Linked DNA regions of Pelodiscus sinensis: region 1 is linked to region 2. A link is a contact called in public Hi-C data. All regions are on one chromosome and are shown on one strand. The core of a region is the stretch at or near the end of the contact, and the rest is flanking DNA. Distances in the headings are between cores, read along the strand shown.

Region 1 (6,851 bases), core at 145-2,644, 160 kb before region 2:
ACTCCATTCCCTCTCCTTCTGTCATTCTCTCTCCCCCACCCTCACGTCTTTTCACTGGGCTGGGGCAAGGGTTGTGATGTGTGTGGGGGTGATGGCCTCAAGTGGGCTCTGGGTGCATGGGATGTGGGATGAAGGCTCCAGGTAGGAATTTAGGTGTAGTATCTGGGAGGGAATTTGGGTATAGGAGGGGACTCCAGGCTGGGACACAATGTTGAGGAGAAGGAAGCCAGTCTTTGCTTATCAAAGCTTGCAGGAAGCAACAACCAGGTCCCTCCAGCTCCTAGGCATAAGGCAGCCAGGGAAGCACCATATACTGCTTTTGTACCCACAGGCACCTCTCCCAGACCTCCCACTGGCCATGGTTCCTGGCCAATAGCAGCTGTGGAACTGGCACTTGGGAATGGGGCAACTCCTGAAGCTTCCAAGTTCCTGGCTGACCCAGCAACTAGAGGGTGCTGGGATCTGGTGGCGACTTCTGGGAGCAGGCCAGAGCTGAAGCAGCCTGCAATAGCCCTGGACTTCTGGTCAGCACCAGGTCCCCTTTCAGACAGGATGCTCCAGTTGAAAACCATGTGACAATCCCACACTAGGCTCGTCCCTGCTTAGCCCAGCACCTGCACCTGCATCTCTGGGCTGGCTACTTCCTTCCCCAGCTCTGTGATTGCAGCAGGGTCTGATCCTGTGCTGGGACCCACGAAGTGTCTGTTCTTAGGGTGAACGCATTACAGAGACACGGCACAGCGATCAGGGATGGTCTGGACAGCGCTTGGTCCTGCTGTAGGGGTGGCGGGGGGGCTGGACTCAATGCTCCCCAGAGGGCCCTTCCAGTTCTAGAATAGTGCTAGAAATGTAGCCCTGTTAGTCTGGTGCAGCTGAAACAAACACCAGGACTGTGTAGCTCTTTAAAGACTAGCAAGATGGTTTAATAGGGAATGAGCTTTCGTGGGCCAGACCCACTGAGGAAGTGGGTCTGGCCCACGAAAGCTCATTCCCTATTAAACCATCTTGTTAGTCTTTAAAGTGCTACACAGTCCTGGGTTTTTTTCCTTCCAGTTCTAGGATTCCATGGTTCTGTGACATGCAGCTGTCAGGAAGGCGCGGAAGCACCATTCAAAGAGGAGGGGGGGGATAATGACCAGAGGAGGAGGCTTGGGGGTGAAGTAGAGTGGTAAATAGGTGCCTGTCTCTTTAAGACGGGACGATTCCGTGCAGGTTTCCTTTACGGCACTCCGGCGCGTGTCCCGTCGTCTTATTGGCTGACTAGGCGCATTCGCCCTTTCCAGGGCGGGAGCGCGCCTGCGCGCGCAAGAGCGTTTCGCCCTCCAATTGGCGGGTGGCGCCTGTGCGTCCGTGGCGCTCTAGAAAGCGCGGGCAGGCCGCCCGCCGATTGGCTGGGTGAGCGCATGCGCCACTTCCGCCCCTTCCTCCCCCACTCGCGTCACTTGGTGCGTCCCAGGCGCCGCTGCCGGGGCTGGTCCGTGCGCGTCTCTCTGTCCCCTGCCATCATGGCGGCCGCCGCGGAGGAGCCGTTCCCCTTCCACGGGCTCCTGCCGAAGAAAGAGACGGGCGCCGCCGCCTTCCTCGGCCGCTACCCGGAGTACGACGGGCGCGGGGTGCTGCTGGCCGTGCTGGACACCGGCGTGGATCCCGGCGCGCCCGGCATGCAGGTACCGGCCGGCCTGCTCCGCGGGTGCCGACCCGCCGCGCGGGAGCTAGATAGTGCGCGGTGGGGGGCGTCCAGCAGCCGAGGCCTGCGGGGCGGGGGGTTGAGCTGAGCGGGGCCGGAGCAGCCCGGGACTGGCGGGGAGACGGCGCCGGGCGGAGGAGGAAGGGGAGGGGCGGGAGGCGTCGCGGGGACCTGGCCGATTTGGGTGCTGGGGGCTCGTGGAGGCAGGCGGGCGGGGCAGAAGAGGGCCCCGAGAGAGACGGGCGGGTTTGAGCCCCCAGTGATGCTGGTTGTGGTTTTACTGGGGTGCTCCACTGCAGCCCAGGGGAGCTGCTTTCCTTGGGATATTGTCGTGCTCTCCACACCGAGGTGTGGCTTACTGCATAGAGCTAGCCCGTGGGCAGTGGGGCTGGAACCCAGGACCTCTGGATTTGACACTTACACGACTATTCAGTTCCATGCTATCTAACATCTCTAGTGCATGTTCAGAAGAGCTTCATCTGCCAAGAGAAAGTGCCATAAGAGCATTGCTATTCAAATTCTTGTACTGACTATTTCTTGCAATGTAACTTGTTTTGTGGAGGGAATAAGTATGGTGCACATTTTCATCTTTTCTTTCTGAATGCTTTTTTTTTTTTTTTTTTTTTTTTTTTAATCTCACTGGAAAACTTGACTTGGCTTCCAGTTGTTTTGCTATAGGTGGAAACCTGTTTCTAACATAAACCTTGTCTAGCCAAGAGGTCTGCAGTTTGTGGCTCTTCTGTTGTGAGTAGAAACTTGTACCTATAGCGTAGATGGGCAACAATTTTTGATGGGAGGACCACTCTTGGTAAGTGGTCAAGGATTGGGGTCTAAGTGACTAGTCAACTTTCCAATACGCATAGGCTTATTGGATAGTCAAGTAGTAACTCGACTAGTCTGTCAGAGAGGCAGTAAGGGAGGAAGCAGGAGCTGGTGCTGGTGGGGAGATACCTTAAATTTGCTGCCCCCAGCACTGTGTCTGGGGGTAGAGGGGGTAGGGGTGCAGCAGGCACTGAAGCAGTCCTCTCTCTTGTTGGTTCCTACTGCGGTGCTTCAGCCTTTAAAATGTACAAGAGTCCTTTGGGGCTCTTGTACGTTTCAAAAGCAGAAGCGCTGCAGGGAGCATGAGGATAGCATGGACTACTTAAGTCCCTGCTGCCTCCGTGCTCCCTATGGCACCTCCCCTCTTTTGCTGCCTTGAAGAGAGGCAGCAAGGGGGAGGGGAAGCCAGCTTAAAAGCTGTCTGCTTCCCTCCCACCCCCAGCTCCCTCTGAGGGGATATGGGAGGCTGCTGCGAAGCAGCCCCTGTCTGCAGGGATCCCAATGGGGAGCTCCTTCTCCTTCCTCACCCCCCGCCATGTGGACAGGGGCTGCCGCCGCCAAGTCACCCCTGTTTGCAGCAGCCAGGGCTATCTGCTGCAAACAGGGACTGTTGGACTTGATGCGATCCAGGACAGAGTAGTCCCGACTTGTGATAATTGTGGTGCCTCTGCATTTTAAATGTAGTAAGAGCTCAGCGGCTCTTACTACATCTAATATACAAAGGAGAATGTTTGTATGCTTGTGCTCTAATAACTTGGACACTATAAGACCTACTGCAACCAAACTTTCCATGGGATAAAACCTTTTCCTGGAGGAAAGGTTAAGGTACTTTTGGACTCGATCGGACCTGGTCTCAACCTGTAAAAATCAAAAATAACCTGCCGTGCTGTGCTGCAGGGGCAGCCCTACCCACCCTAGGTCACGTGTCCGCTGCCTGCGGCCCCAAAGCACCATCCGGGACTCACCCCACCCCCATGCGCATAACGGCTCAGCCATCAACCATGCCCCCTGTGGCTACAGTTACCAGGTAGTCTTTTTATATATATAAAAAAAGCGGCCCCATTTGATGGGGGTGGGTGGGGGGGGGGGGGCTGGGCCTGGTCCTGGCTGGGAGAAAGGGGGGGGGGGCTGGGAAACAGGGCTGGTTTGAGGGTGGTCATGGGCAGCGTGGCTGATCGGGGGAAGGGTGGCTGATGGGAAGCAGAGCTGGTCTGGGGGGGGCGGGGGAGTTCTGGGGCAGCAGGGCTGGCTGGGGGAGATCGGGAGGGGGTGGCCGGTGGAAGGAAGCAGAGTTGGTGGGGTGCAGCGGGGCAGTCCAGGGGAGATCGGGGCGGCGGGAAACAGATCTGGTCGGGGGCAGCGGGGCTGGCTGGGGGATATTGGGGGGGCAGCCGGTGGGAGCGGGGCTGGCTGTGGGAGATCGGGAAGAGGGGAACCAGCCAGCAGGAAGTAGGGCTGGCTGGGGGATAGGGGAGCGAATAAGCCAGTGGGGAGCGGGACACAGCAATGCTGGGTAACTCCAGCTAGTTTACAATACAGAGCTGTAGCGATGGCGACTCCTGGAGCTGCATGAGACAGGACTGCTGAGTCCAATCTCAAGCCAGCTCCTGGATCTACCTTTGCTGCATGCAGCTCTGTAGAGTGGTTCTATCAACTAATCATATAGTCGATACAATTTGTATCGACTATACGATTAGCCTGATAGCAGCCTTTAACATCCTTAGTCAAAGACCACACTTTTCCATGGTGGAGTTGTGGAGTCTGGGACAGAGATTGAGTACAGAAGGTATCTCGGGGTGGAGGACTTGAGTGCAAGAGAGGCTGTGAAATCTGAGAGGGAGCTTCGGTGAAGGAGAGAGTTGTGATTTCGGTCAGGGAATTGGAGCTCAGGGTATGGGAGCAGTAGAGGATTCTGGCCTTGGAAAGAGGTGTCGGAGGGGGCTGCAGGGTCCGGGAGGGAGTTGACATGGGGGAGAAGGGTGCAGAGGGTTTGGGTGATGGCCTGGGGCAGGGAGCTGGGGAGTGGGAAGGACTGGGGTGTCAAAGGCTCTGGCTGGGAGGTGCTTACCTAGGCAGCTCCTGGCCAGCAGCCTTGCAGGATGCCAAGGCAAGTTCCCTGCCTGCTGCAGTGCGAGGCTGCTCAAAACAGCTGGATACTCCATATGACTCTGCTCCAAGTGCTGGAAGGAGGGGGAGACTGTGTGCTGTTCCCACCCCCAGGAAAATCTCCGAGCTCTTATTGGCTAGATATCTGTTGACCAGAATCCAGTGCTGCTTTATGCCTGAGGGTCTGAATGGGATGGCCATTGGGCTAAATTTGGCCTGCCTCTGACTTATAGGGATCACATGCAAATAGTAGAAAATGGTGCTCTTTTAAAGTCTAGTCATAACTCTTTTGGAACATATTGTTGGTTATTTAATAGACGTTCAGAAGACCTACATTTTGTACTTCAGGGTCTGAACATAAATACCCATGTACAGAATCAGACATAATTGCTATTATCTTCAGTATTTGGATCAATTCCTCAGTACACCTATTAAAAACAGTACTTGTTACCTTCTGTCAGAGAAGAGTCAGTATCCTGTGTATTCTCATCATAGATTTTCATTACCCTAAGTCACTCTGAAACATACATTTTTAAGCATTCCGTATAAATATTCAACCTTACTCTTTTGAGGTGTGATAAATGCATGGCCATCTTCCTGTTTATATTTGGCAGTCGCAAGGGGACTGTGAATTAATTTACTCAGATTCAAAGTCTTCAACTGGATTCACACTGGGGAATCCTATACCCTTTGGCTTCAAAAGTACTTTGAATGGGTATCTGCCACAAGCTTCAGATTTCAGGATTGCAGGTATAGATATTTGTGTCTAAAATTTTTAGAGAACAACTTCAGAATGTGTGAAACAGATTAGGGATATGAAGAGCTAGTCTACTATCCGATAAGCAAATACTTACCAGATAGTCAACAGACTAGTCGACTCGTCATCCCCCCTGCCTTGCTGCCTCTATCAGAAGGGGCAGGGGGAGGAGAAGGGGAAGGGGGGTAAGAAGAGTGGGTACTTCAAAGCAGCAGTGCCGCTTGGAGCCTGGGGTCAGACCCTGGGCTCCATGCAGCGTTGTCACTTTGAAATACTGCGTGCAGCCCGGGGCCATCTGGGGTGTCCTTAGGCTGCATGCAGCATTTCCAAGTGGCCGGGGGGAGCCAGTGATCAGCTGGGGATTCCCTTCAAAGGCAGAGGTGCCCTATCAACTAATCCAATAGTTGATGCAAAATTGCATCCACTATTCGATTAGTCAGTTGATGTTTAACATCCTTAAAACAGATATATGTGGCTACATTATTTTTCTTGCTAATCTTACCTGTATCAGCTGCATTGTCTGTAGGGGAAAGGAGATGAATAGTATGAAAATAGCATATCCTAGTATGTTTCACTTTTCTGTATGATTGAGGGAGCTGTGTATCTGTGTCACTTTTTTAAGTGGTCAGGAGGGGGCTGTTAATTAGGGACAGACCTCCTTAGAAAATGCATATCGTTTTTTTGACTAGTTGTGAAAGAAGTGTATGATTCTACACTGAATTTGGGATTCTGAGTATTAGTGTAACTAAGCCTCTTTCCCACTTTTGGGAAAGCACTTATGGTGTAATAGTTTTATACAAGACTGATAAAATAAACACATGCTGCTGTCATTTCACCTTAAGTTCATAGCTTTTCAATATCAGAAGGCTGTACTAATGGAGAGTTAAGGTTTTTGGTGATATGTTGTCCCCTTGCAGAACTGAAATGAGCAAACTCAAACTTCTGAAAACCATGAAATGCAGAGTTAAGCTTGCATTTCAGTAGTGCCCCAGTATGCTCTGTTAAACTGTCTTTACACTGCCAATTCCACAGCTGCTGAAATGTATAAGTTATTTCCCCTCCTTCCCCCCCCCCCTTTTGTTTAATAGAGTTAGATGGAATTTGGTGAGTGAATGTGCTATAAAAGCATTGTTACAGGCTGGGGACTGACTGGCTAAGTAGCAGTTTGTCAGAAAAGGACCTGGGGATTGCTGTGGATGAGAATCTGGATGAGAGTCACAGTGTGCCCTTGTAGCCCAGAATGTGAATGGAATATTAGGTTGTATTAGAAGGAGAATTGCCGGCAGATCTAGAGAAGTGATTATTCCCCTTTATTTGGGTCTGGTGAGGCCACATGAGGAGTACTGCGTCCAGTTCTAGGCCCCCCACTACAGAAAAGATGTGGACACATTGGAGAGGGTCCAGCGGAAGGCCCCCAAAATGATTAGGGGGCTGGAGCACGTGACCGATGAGGAGAGGCTGAGGGATTGGGGCTTATTT
Region 2 (7,228 bases), core at 3,379-5,878:
AGCATTCAGGAGCAGGTGGACTGTCAGTCTCAAGATTTATCATACTACTGTTAAATTTAAAATTGATTCAGAGGCAGAAGTGACTGATTTATAGAGAGACTTTAAAGGAAGAGATCTCTAGCCTGAAACTGGAGTAATCCAGGATAGAGCGAAATAGTCCAGAAGAGACAAGTTGCCTGAGATCTGATATATCCTGCAGAGTTAGGGCAACAGAATGCAGCTTAAATCCATCTAATTATGAAAGATGTCTATGTTTAAATTTTGTTCCTGCTGACATAACTTCCCCACTACGCTGACTTAATAAATCCACCTCCATAAGCAGCATAGGGTCATGACCAATGTCTTTAGGTCAACACAGTGTCAGTGCAAATACAGGCAGTCCCCGACTTACGCGGATCCGACTTACGTCGGATCCGCACTTACGAACGGGGCTTTCTCGCCCCGGAGGTCGAGGTGGCGGATTGCTACCTGCGAGCTCCGGGGCGAGAAAGCCCCGTTCGTAAGCTGCTCCGGTGCCCCTGGTCTGCTGGAGACAGTCTCCAGCAGACCAGGGGCACCGGGCGGGTTCCCGCGCTTCTGAGGCTTTGCCAGAGCAAAGCCTCAGAAGCGCGGGAACCCGCCGCTGCTGCCACTTCAGTCTGGGTGCCTGTGGTCTGCTGGGGACCGTCTAATCTGGGGAATCAAGTAATTTTGGATGTGGAAGTCTTAGTCTATCTTTGCATTTGATGACTGCAACTCCCTTTAATCCATAGGTGTGCACACAGGGGCTACGTCTACACTGGCATGATTTTCCGGAAATGCTTTTAACGGAAAAGTTTTCCGTTAAAAGCATTTTCGGAAAAGCGCGTCTAGATTGGCAGGACACTTTTCCGCAAAAGCACTTTTTGCAGAAAAGCGTCTGTGGCCAATCTAGACGCGCTTTTCCGCAAAAAAGCCCCGATCGCCATTTTCGCGATCGGGGCTTTTTTGCGGAAAACAAATCTCTGCTGTCTACACTGGCCCTTCTGCGCAAAAGTTTTTCGGGAAAAGACTTTTGCCTGAACGGGAGCAGCATAGTATTTCTGCAAAAAGGACTGATTTCTTACAGTAGGAAGTCAGTGCTTTTGCAGAAATTCAAGCGGCCAGTGCAGATAGCTGGCAAGTTTTTCCGGAAAAGCGGCTGATTTTCTGGAAAAACTGGCCAGTCTAGACACATCCAGGGTATGCTGGGTGTGCCCAGGCACACCCTAAAGCAGAGGTGGACTGGCCTGGAGGGACGGAACCACCGGACTCCGCACCTCTGCACCAGAGCCGGTAGGGGCGCCGGAAAGGAGGCCGGCAAGCTGACCTCGGCTGGGGAAGGTACCAGGCCACATGAACTCAGTACTGGTGCACAACACAAAATTCATTCTGCTCATGGGAGGAAACTCTTAGAGGGAACACTTCCCCCAGCCTCTCCGCCCCCGAGTTAATGTCACACACATTGGGTTAATGCAATTGCAGGATAGTTGCATGCAGGGGGTTTGGTGGGGGCCAAACTAATCGCTGTTGGTAGGAGGACGGTGGGGAAAGTCCTGGGGGGGGGAGGTGTCACGTGACACCTTTTACTTCTGGTCATGTGTCCATCTTGCCCCTAGAGTGTTGCCTCCAGAGGTGTGGCTAATGGGGGGTCAAAGACTACATTTTAAAAAATTATGTGGGTGCACACCCTAATGAAATGTGCTGTGCACGCCTATGCTTTAATTCCTCTTTTCTGCTAACCTGTGTTGGACACAAAGTGACTCCTACTCCCTGACCACTGCCCTGGATGTGTGAAACCTAATCCAGCTGTGATTACTGGCCCAGACCACCTATGACATGGTCCCTTTACATTAAATTTCAAACCATGTTAAAAATCTAGAAAGCAGTTATGCTATCCTACTTCTTGTATAGATGAGAGATATGGACCTGCTATTGGCATCACATCAAGCTTCTAGATAAATTTCATTTATGACATTGGCATGCCATACTCTGCATCAAATGGTAGGATGAAATTACTAATAATGAGGTCTTAGAATGTAGTCATTCCACAGGGATTGAAACCATGCTTATCACATCACAGTTACGCTGGGCTGTGATTAGGGTTATATAACATAAGAATGCCAAAGCAGGTGCTGTATGGCAAACTGAAAGTGAGCAACCATATACAAAATGGCAAGAAGAAAATACTCTAAGGACACATGGAAACCTAATCTGAGAGTAAAACATTAACATTGGTAACTGGGAATTGTCAGCAACAAACAGTTCTTGTTGGCAAGCAGTAGTCAACAGTGGGTTTACGCAGTTTGGGATTAAAAACTTTATGGCTTTTGAGACACAGAGGATGTCATAAGCAGTGGCAGGTAAAAATTACAATTTGTTTCCCTGCATCAAGGTACCTATGCATTTCCTGTGGAAAAAACTACTGCTTAGGCATTGGTCATTTTAGCCACAGCCTTGCTCACTATAGCTAGGTCCACACTACATAGTTTTTGCACAAAAACAGCCATTTTTGCACAAAAACTCACGGAGCGTCCACCCTGCAAGCATGTTTTTGCGCAAGTAAAACAACAGAATGGAGGTTTTTCCAGTGTAGGTAGTCCTCTTTCTACGAGGAATAACTCCTTTTTGTGCAAGTGTTCTTGCGCAAAAAGGTGTGTGTGGATGGGCAACAAGGGGGAGGGTTGTGCAAAAACAGGAAAGAGGAAAAAGCATAGTTGCCCTGGTGGCCATCCTGTGGATAGCAATCAGTGCTTTCTTTTGAGAGAGCGTCCATGCAGTTCAAGTAAAAAGCTTTTTGCACAAGAAGCCTGCAGTGTAAACAGAGACAAAGATGTAAAATTGTTGTCGGTGTCATTACTGGTCACAAAGGACAACAAGTAGTCCTGGGAACAATAGCAGAACCACATCTCCATGATAATTTGTGTTTTATAAAGCTTTCAGTTTTTGCATCTCAATCCCTACTGTTGTAATTATTATCTGCTCTCTCCCATAATTTTCCCACAACAGTGAAAATAAAAGATAAAAATAAAAAAAATGCTTAGAACCCATAATTATGTGCAACTGAAAATTTAAATATCTTAAAAAATCCTTAAAATCAATACTGATATTATCTGTTTAAATTACTAATAAATAAATACATATATAAATAAAATCAAATTCTGCAAAGTCTATTCCTAGGCTAAATCTTGAAAAAATGCTGAACGCATTCTGAGATTCAGGCCATCTTCCATTCTGATGAGAATGAGGTGTGCACATCATCACACAGCATTAAGGCCTAACATTATAAAATTTTCAGGGCAAGGAACGTGTCTTCTCATCCTTGTAATATAAGGCCATACCTATATTACAGATTTATATCTGTTTTATGCTTCTAAGAAATACACAGGATCTTTTTCATGGGAAAAGACAATATGGCATGTTTATTGAAAATATAATATGAATTGTGTAGATGAAGTCAAAATAGCTTAATTTGGCTTTTGGCGCTGTCTACACAGCAGGAAGTCGAAAGAGGAATACTCTTCTTCTGACTTCCCTGTGATAGGGCGAGATCACCTTGGGGTGCTTCCCGGAGTACTGGCAAAGCTACTGAAACTCATCTTCCTCCTCTTTGGGACTTCTCACTGCCTGGTCCTGCTGGACCAGCTCTGCTGGTCTCCCTCAGCCAAGGCTCCAAGTTGAGATCAATGCCCCCCCCCCCCCTCCCAAGTAGCAGTACAGACACTGAATCCCTTCAGATCCAAGGAAAGTGCAGTTTGGGCCCAGCTTCCTGAAATCCCACTCCACAAACAGGATCAAAACCCTCAAATGAATTATTTAAGTAAGCCCCCTTTAACAATGAAAGGGGGAATGTACACACTAATTGCTCTTCCAGGTAATACTTATTTACACTGGGTTTCGAGATTCAGGTGTGGGTTTTTTTTCACTTGTGTGGTCCCTGACTGATTTTTCTGTGTGTCAGTGGCTCCTGACCCAAGAAAGATTCCCCACTCCTGCTATAAATAAAGACAATATTGAAACCTTTTGTGTTGGACATAATATTTACCTTATCTAAAAATGAAGTCTGGCCAACACGCCCACAATTGGGTCCCAGGCCCCATCTGGCCGCAGTGTCATAACACTCCTGCATTGACCCACACACCAACCCTGAGCCCATCATACACCTGACCGGCCCCCCGCCCCGAGTCCCTCACATCCCCACATTTCTGGTTCCCTGTTATAACACTCCTGCACCCTTCTCATCCCCCAACCTTGTGCTCTGAGACCGAGTCCATCATATATTCCAATCTCCTGCCCCATGCCCCCATCCCAACCAAGAGTCCTACCCCCCATGTCACCAGCCCCCTGCCATAAGATTGACAGAAGACAACCTGATTTGACCAGTTGTGATGTAAATAAATGTGCAAAAAGATGCAGCAGCAGTCCCCTTAAATAAAATCTGTGAGTACAATGTTTCATTTATGCTGCTATTAATCATGTCAATTATCAACAATTTTAAGATGCATATTTCCAGTCATGCAAATGGGCATTCTTACATGGCTCTTTGCTGACCACTGGTTCTGAAGTTTGATGTAGTTTGGCTCTTTGGTTTGAAAAGGTTGCCAACCGTTGCTCCGTCCTGTCCCTGGGATGCCTGGGATGCCGGGCTTACCCCCCTCAGGGCTTGCTGACACCAGGAAGAGGGTGCAGCAGCGGGCTCAGGCCTGAGGCAGGAGGGTTGATGGGGGGGGGGGGTGGTCACACTCTGGGATGGTGCAGAGGGTTGGGTTGCAGGAGGGGGCTCCGGGCTGGGGGTTGGGACATGGGATCAGAGCGACATTTACTTCAGGCTTCTCCCCAGACGTGAGCAGACAATTCCAGGCGCGGCGCCCCCGCAGCGTTCCAAGGGCGGACGAGATGGGGCTGGAGCGCGCGCTGCCCAGGGAGCTGTTCGTTTCAGAGAGCGAACTACAACTCCCAGCATGTCCCGCGCGGGCCCTCTCTTGGCGATAGGCTGGCGCTCTGGCCTTCAGGGGCGGGGCTCGGGGGCCGTTCGCAGAAAGCCGGTGTGGCGGTTACCGAACCGGCTCTCAACGCAAGGGAGGGCGGGGGGCGCATGCGCTGAGGCGTTGAGTGTGCTGCTGTTCCCGCGCGGCTGCGGCGTGGGGGGTGGTGAGTGCCCGGCACGTGCCCGCTGCCCCGCGGGAAGCTCGTGGCCTCTGGACGGCGCAATATCTCTCTCCCCCTCCCCCCCCCAGCACAGCACAGCGCTCTGTGGAGGCGAGCGGCCCCGCCCGGCGGGGAGACATGGGAGATTATAGCGAGGTGCGTGGCCTTCCCTCGCTGCAGGCTCCCTTCCTGCGCGCGCAGCGTGTGTCCAGCGCGCCCGCCCGCCCAGTCTGCTGGGCCTCTTGGTACTTGGGGGGGGGGGGGGGGAATAGCTATTCCGTGCCCGTTATTTTGAAAGCATGGACGTGCTATTCCAGCGTCTCTGTAACCTTCGTTCCACGAGGGTTAAGGGACTTATTGGAATAGTGCTTTATTTCAAAATTAGATCAAAATACGAGAGGCAATTTGCGTAGCTCAAATTGCATATTTTATTTTGACCTATGCGTGCAGTGTAGATGCACCCCCAGTTTTCCCCTTTTTTTCCCCCCTTTCTAATTCAGTGTGGTCCACAGCAATTACTTGTATTTCACAGTGAGCTGCTACTTATGCTTTCTCTGCACTGGTTGTTTTTAAGTGTTGACCGACATAGTCCTAAATTACCTGCAATCCTCCTGCTTGGAGAGATCATCGCTCACCTTTTTGCAATACTGTTTTAGTTGAGACTTGGAAGCGTGGGAGAGCTGCCAATTCCTGTTGCAATCATGCTTTTGACCAGGGATGTTGGATATTGTTTAATTGAGTAGTCGTGTAACCGCATGAAATCTTAGCAGTTACACCACTTTTCAGTAGTCCCTGGGGATGGTGCTAGCAGTCAGTGTGCTCCTGGCCGCCTCCTGAGTAGCCTCCTGCCACCCCATGCTACTGCCTCTGTGCCTTTGTTATGTGGTTCAGCTTTTGGATAGGAGTGATGTCAGGAAAAACACCTCAGATAAACTCTTGTTAACTTTATTATGCACAGAATAGTAAAGGAAAGCAATGCAAGGTTACACAGATCTATTCCAATACACAGGATAGTTAGCACAGTCAATAATATAACACCTACATCTACGGCAATACCCAAGATACTTAATTTTAAGGATCTGAATATACATGTACAGGGCTTGACAAATACACTCACCCACTCGCCCATGGCGAGTAGATTTTTCCAGCTGGCGAGTGCAGGGGTGGACTGGCCTGGTGGGTCATTGTAACGCTGGCCAAAGCCCACACTATGGGCGGCGCAGCCCCATCCAATTCGCCAGCAAGCGGAGGAGCAGAGCGCTGCCGGGGAGGGGGACCTGCAGCAATTCTCAGCCATTAAAAAAACACTTTTTTGGGGGGGGTGGGAGGGTGGCGAGTCCCTTTTTTGTCTGGCGAGTAGGGGTTTCCATAATTTGTCAAGCCCTGTACATGTACTTATTTCTATAAATCTCACACAGTTCCATCGCTAGACCCTTACGATTGTCAGATAGGACGTTGTGGCTTCGTTTCCCCACACGCAATTATGTATTGTATATGTCCCTCTTTTGGACACGTCCTACTAGTCAAACTATACTGTACTTAATTGATAGTTTTATGGCTGCATCAGTGATTTTTGCTCATTAGTATTGTTATGTACCAGGCTACTCCCAATGTTCTGGGCACAGTTTCTCTATACCAATACTCTCAATGCACTATTGTTTAAAGCACTCCTGACATTTAAAGGTCAACCCTTGGCCTGGCCCATGTACACTAGGCTTGAATCAGCCTGGTTTGCTTTGTTAGAAGCCACTCCTGACATTTAAAGGTCAACCCTTGGCCTGGCCCATGTACACTAGGCTTGAATCAGCCTGGTTTGCTTTGTTAGAAGCCACACTTTGGTTAAGGCAACCATCCTTAGTCCGGTCAATGCAGAGCCGCACAATGCAGACATTATTATTCTGGTCTAGATGGGGTTGTCCAGGCTCCCCTACACCTTTAAAAACCAGCTTCCCATGCAGATTGGCTCCTGTCTGCCACCCCAGTTGCTGCCTTTGATACATATGTATAATATAAAAAAATTGTCAGTCGTTGTGTGTGTGCCTCACAAATCCCTGTAATTTAGGGAAGCTTTATTATTTTACAG

What was found. A called contact is a pair of places that touch in the nucleus more often than the background predicts.
Region 1: a Hi-C map of blood shows a contact between it and region 2, with 8 times the contacts expected there. The contact joins the promoter of TPP2 here to the promoter of METTL21C in region 2. A contact is called at or near these places in 2 of 5 Hi-C or Micro-C datasets (blood and liver).

What each region holds. Positions count from the first base shown.
Region 1 is chr1:245,940,597-245,947,447 of ASM4963464v1, reverse strand. It overlaps TPP2 (tripeptidyl peptidase 2), which reads left to right and starts at 1,394. Exons shown (of 30, transcript XM_075918739.1): 1 at 1,394-1,667. The coding sequence starts at 1,404.
Region 2 is chr1:245,778,701-245,785,928 of ASM4963464v1, reverse strand. METTL21C (methyltransferase 21C, AARS1 lysine) reads right to left here and starts at 4,628. Exons shown (of 5, transcript XM_075918742.1): 1 at 4,533-4,628. It overlaps TEX30 (testis expressed 30), which reads left to right and starts at 5,012. Exons shown (of 5, transcript XM_075918744.1): 1 at 5,012-5,301. The coding sequence starts at 5,284.